Linked DNA regions of Mus musculus: region 2 is linked to region 1. The links are chromatin contacts, called in public Hi-C maps. All regions are on one chromosome and are shown on one strand. Each heading gives the region's core, a stretch centred on a gene start, on an enhancer-like site or on the middle of the called end of the contact. The rest is flanking DNA. Distances are from core to core; before and after follow the strand shown.

Evidence for each region. Hi-C and Micro-C count contacts between places; a contact is called where the count stands out from the background.
Region 2: a Hi-C map of bone marrow-derived macrophages shows a contact between it and region 1, with 4 times the contacts expected there. The contact joins two enhancer-like sites. A contact is called at or near these places in 9 of 39 promoter capture datasets (the C10 cell line, the HPC-7 cell line, HPC-7-derived erythroid cells and 5 more), 1 of 15 datasets of contacts at CTCF or cohesin (pro-B cells), 22 of 484 Hi-C or Micro-C datasets (B cells, CD8 T cells, the G1E-ER4 cell line and 15 more), 14 of 115 datasets of contacts at active chromatin or transcription factors (the 230-238 cell line, CD8 T cells, DN3 thymocytes and 8 more) and 3 of 9 other capture datasets (adipose tissue, liver and macrophages).

What each region holds. Positions count from the first base shown.
Region 1 is chr3:60,319,013-60,321,712 of GRCm38.p6, reverse strand. No RefSeq gene overlaps it. Among named protein-coding and RNA genes, the nearest start is that of Gm33650, 11 kb to the right of the region's middle. Within about 2 kb of position 1,327, at least 33 of the 459 cell types and tissues checked have an H3K27ac peak or open chromatin away from gene starts, as enhancers often do. A contact at or near this core is called in the G1E-ER4 cell line, acute myeloid leukemia, adipose tissue and 4 more, where this site is marked.
Region 2 is chr3:60,468,241-60,470,940 of GRCm38.p6, reverse strand. No RefSeq gene overlaps it. Among named protein-coding and RNA genes, the nearest start is that of Mbnl1, 32 kb to the left of the region's middle. Within about 2 kb of position 1,345, at least 51 of the 459 cell types and tissues checked have an H3K27ac peak or open chromatin away from gene starts, as enhancers often do. A contact at or near this core is called in the G1E-ER4 cell line, acute myeloid leukemia, adipose tissue and 4 more, where this site is marked.

The DNA of each region.
Region 1 (2,700 bases), core at 78-2,577:
CTCGGATTTATCTTTCCCCAGTGTTACCAATCCTACTATTTTCACCGCAGCATTTATTTTAAGCCTTATATTTTCTTTAACAGAATACAATGTAACATTTATACAATAATATAAATTTCCCAGTGATTTATACAAAATTACTCTCTTTGCTATGAATTTAATCACATTTGCAATTATAAACTAAGTTGGGTTAACTATTAGATTATATTTTATTGTATCTTTATAATCTTGGTTTTATTCTGAAAATAATATTCCAATCAAAATTATTTCTTCTAGCTCTTAAATGAGATTGTGGCCCCAATTTCATGTTGATTTATTTCTGTGCCTCCTTCTACATCAAATGAATTAATCACCCCGCCCTCCAGTTAGGAAGCAAAATAATATTTAACTAGAGAGATTATTGCGAAATAATTTATCTGATAATGACTTTCATTGGCAAGTTAACGAGAGACACATTTGTAAGGAATTAAGGGTTTCAAGCTGAATAGACTTAAAAATAAGTTCAATGTATTTGTTTACATGAAATAGCCAATATTAAGGTAATGAGAAATATACATCCTTCTTAGGATGTATATATAAAGGACATTCTGGATTTGATTGCACTGTTATAAGAGACTAAACAGTGCTCATAATAGAAAGTACCACCACCTTTATATTTCCTTTATTTTCCTAGGAAATTAATATTTACTCCACTCCACCATGTCCCACACCTATCTGTGTAGAGAAGATAAGCTCATGTTATCCAGTGTCTGAACTGAGGACAAGGCTAACTATCAGTAGGACTGATGGGAACTGATTGCAACTATTGCTCCTGGGATACTGTCAAAGAGGGTGTGGGGCCTTGAGAAAGTTCAGCTACTGAAACATGACCTGTAGGAATTCGAGGAGATGAGGGGGAGAAATTTAACAGAAGAATTATCACTGTACTCTCAACAGCCATTTCTGAGACTACCACACCCTAGAGAGGTCTAAGAGGTGATGAGTCACATGACACAAAGGTAAAAAAATATCTCTCAGACTGCTTATGCTGCTACCACCACCAATACCACCTATGTTGTTGTGGTCTGGATATAGCCATTCAAACATTCAGTGGATCATTTCTTGCCTTTTCTGGACTCTGCAAGAAGGTACACTCAGTACCTTGTGTTGAGGGATCACCACTCCTTGTGGTGGTTTGAGTAGGTTTGGTCCCCATAGGTTCATGTTTTGAATGCCTGGCTCACAGGGAGTGACACTATTAGGAAGTGTGGCATAGCTGGAGTAAGTGTGGCCTTGTTGGAGGAAGTACATCTCTATGGGTGTTGGCTTTGAGGTTTCCTATGCTCTAGTTCCACCCAGTGCAGAAGAGAGCCTCCTCCTGGCTGCCTGTGGAAGACATTCTCCTCCAGAGTGTCTTCAGATCAAGATGCAGAATTCTCCTCCACTCCTCTAGCACCATATTTACCTTCCTGCTGCCTTGCTTCCTGCCTGATAATGGACTAGACTTCTGAAACTGTAAGCTATCCCCAATTCAATGTTTGCCTATTTAAGAGTAGCCTTGGTCATTGTGTCTTCACAGAAATGGAAATTCTAATGACGATACCTTTAAACCTGATACTGGAGAGGGCAGCTGTGCCTCATGTGGGGTGACAGTGAGAAGTCTCTTGCTCTGGAGGAGCTAGGTGGTGACCCTCCCTGATTACTCTCCTGGGGAAAATCCTAGTCAATTGTAAGCAATGTGTGCACAGACATCAAAAGACAGGGAGAAGAACTCTCAAAAGAGGAGCAAGGGAAGCTAACTTTCCCATGTATGTACATACGCAAGGGGAAAAGTGCTTGTCCAAGTTAAGGATGTTCAGGGCCACTTATGGCTTTCAGTAAGGATAAACATGGGAACAATATCAGTGTCCCCAAGCATCCTTGATACTGTCATCTTTGAGAGAAGATCACTGAGGTCAAAGCCACATATCAAAGGTCACTGTTATTGAGTTTGAATGCTAACTGATTTTTAAAATGTGGCATTTGTATACTCATTACTTGGCAATGTTAGTATATAGGTGTGTGGTAGATTCTTTAATGCTTTGAGACTATAAACAGGTCTCTCCAATGGCGATCAATATAACATGAAAAAAGTTACATGCTAGTTTTCTGTAGGTTAATTTGTCACTGTTTATCACTTGCTACTGGTACATTTCGAAGATCAACAAATTGTTGACCTTTAATTAAACTATAGCAAGGAAGGTACTACTGCAAAAACCAGCACATGCTAAACAGCACTGCTTCACTTGTTGTTCTGTTGATTATACCTATAATATTTTTGGAAGAAACCTTTGTATTAAACTTGAAGTAATTTGCTTAGAGTCACTAGGTTAGAAATGACACAATTTCTCTGCTCAAATTTATTTTACTAGATCTTTGAAATGTCTCTATTACTAATAAGTGAGTGGCATTGCTCTCTCTGTCTCTCTGTCTCTGTCTCTGTCTCTGTGTCTCTCTGACTTGCAAACATAAATTGAGTGGCTAACAATATTAACTTCGATTCTGCACAGGCTCCAGACATCTGGCCACTTTCCCTGCCAGAGGAAAGGGGTCCACCCAGCCCAGGAGCGCTTTGCCTGAGCATCAGCAGCAGACATCTTGGTTCCAGGACCCCGCCGAGTGTATTCTGCACAGGTGAGAGTACTGAATACAGAAGCTAAAAGCTTCTGGGACAGGTGGGAG
Region 2 (2,700 bases), core at 96-2,595, 150 kb before region 1:
TTATGTGTGGCCTTGTTAGAGGAAGTGTGTCACTGTGGGGGTGGGCTTTGATATCTCCTATGCTCAAGCTATACTTAGTGTGGCACACAGTCTCCTGTTGCCTGTGGATCAAGATGTAGAACTCTCAGCTTCTTCTCTAGCATCATGTCTGTCTGCTTGCATGCTGCGATGCTTCCCACCATGAAAATAATGGACTGTAAACCTCTGAACTATAAGCCAGTCCCAACCAAATGTTTTCCTTTACAAGAGTTGCCATGGTCATGGTGTCTCTTTACAGCATAAAACCCTAACTAAAACAGATATATAATTTTAAGTTGCCAGAATTCTGTGCATGATGAAATCCCATGCCAGACTCCCTCTATGTGCCTAGTGGACCCACATTGTGCGCACTACCTACCCACAGTCAATTATTATCTACTTTGGTTCTTAGTAGCCCTGCCACACTGTCTTAGGACCTGTACTCAAGTAACCCTGTTTTACTTGATAACGACCCCAACATTCTAGAATAGTGATGCTCTACCCACTTTAATGTACCAAGAGAAGCCATGAAGGACTCCCTCAAAAGGAAAAGGCGAACACTCTTGGCAATTCAAGAAGAAAATAGATCTCATGGTGATGTAATTAATGTTCATGGTAAGGACACAGAAAACACTCACTGGCATAAGTAGGGTTTGGTGCCAATTGTTCTCATGCTTCTACTGTGAGAAAATCTTGAAATATTACCATTTTAGATAATGGGTGGACCACAGAAGTTACGTCTCTTTCCTGACATCAGTACTCTGTCTCTTCTGTCTAGAAGATGAGCATTTATGCTTCTGTGCATTTATTTTGGTGACTATGCTTGAGGTTTTGCCAGCTTCCCAACTTTTGCTCTGGCTAACTAATCCAGCCTACTGCTCTCTTTTTCTTCATCTGAATTTTTTGAGGTAATTACCAACACTGTTTCCTCGTGTCTTTCTTCTATGTTTGTATCAAATGTAACATAGATTTCACCATTTTAGCATGTTATCTGTACCTTCTGAAGCCATCAAGTGCATCCACATTTTTGGAACCTTTAGCTCTTAGCCTTCAGGACTTTCTCATCTATGAACACTGAACAACAACCTGCCCTCCCTGTGCTCCCTAGCAACCACTATTCTATTTCCAGGACTTGACTATTCTAGGTACTATACATAAATGGACTCACATGGTCTTTGCTCTCCTGTGTCTGGTTTATTTCATTTAGGTTCATAAGTGTCTAGCCTCTGTCCAAGTTACCTTCTTTTCTCAAGTTTGGCCAGAGTTCTGCTGTGTGAATATGCCACATTTTGTTCATCTGTCAGGGGACAGTGGGTTGTTTCTTCCCTTGGGGGGTTATGGAGGGTGCTGACCTACACATTGTTGTGCAAGTATCTGGTTGAGCCTCTGCTTCCAGTTCTTTTTGATACACACACACACACACACACACACACACACACACACACACACACACAAAATGATACATCCTCTATTGCCACGGTTAATGTTGGGAGGAAGTGGAACACTATTAAGTTTATTCGTGTCACACTGTCCTTCTGCATTTGTATTCTTGCTTCCTCTTATTCACCAAGTCTCCTTGTTAGTCAGGAAATGAGCTCTGTCACCAAACTGCAAACACATTAAAGGCTTCTCTTGCCATCACTTTTCAGCACATGCCCTCTACTGACCACTTCCTCTCCCTGGAAGTTGAGTTTCCATTCTGGGCTTCCTCCTCGCCTTCTCTGATTTTCTCATAGGAGCTTCTAGCTGTGTAAATGTTAGATACTGCTTTTTCTCATAATTTAGTCTGATAAATTGTCTCATCACACTGTATTTTCAACATGTTTCTACTTGAAGTTTCCATTAGCAAATAGTAACCAATTCTTAATCTTTCCCTTCAGAATGCATGTTTTCCTGGAGAAGTTTTGATGATACATCCTCTATTGCCACGGTTAATGTTGGGAGGAAGTGGAACACTATTAAGTTTATTCGTGTCACACTGTCCTTCTGCATTTGTATTCTTGCTTCCTCTTATTCACCAAGTCTCCTTGTTAGTCAGGAAATGAGCTCTGTCACCAAACTGCAAACACATTAAAGGCTTCTCTTGCCATCACTTTTCAGCACATGCCCTCTACTGACCACTTCCTCTCCCTGGAAGTTGAGTTTCCATTCTGGGCTTCCTCCTCGCCTTCTCTGATTTTCTCATAGGAGCTTCTAGCTGTGTAAATGTTAGATACTGCTTTTTCTCATAATTTAGTCTGATAAATTGTCTCATCACACTGTATTTTCAACATGTTTCTACTTGAAGTTTCCATTAGCAAATAGTAACCAATTCTTAATCTTTCCCTTCAGAATGCATGTTTTCCTGGAGAAGTTTTGATGTTACAAAGTCCTAGGTGTTTCCATGTAATGTGGAAGAAAATAAAATCAAAGATCTGCTTCTATTATTCATTAAGCAAGGCAACCATTATTTCTGTGACATTTCCTCATCTGTAAGGGGGGCCTTAAATATTCACCTAAAAATATTATTGGAAGGTTACAAAACAAAAGGTACGTTCTTAAGGATTGTAATATAACATAAAGACAAAAAGTCCACTCAAATTCTCTCCATTGTTTTGCTACCCATGATGTAAGTTGTGTGATCAATTGGATATGCATATCTTGGTTTTAGCCATACCACTCAGAGCATAACCTATGTTGTGT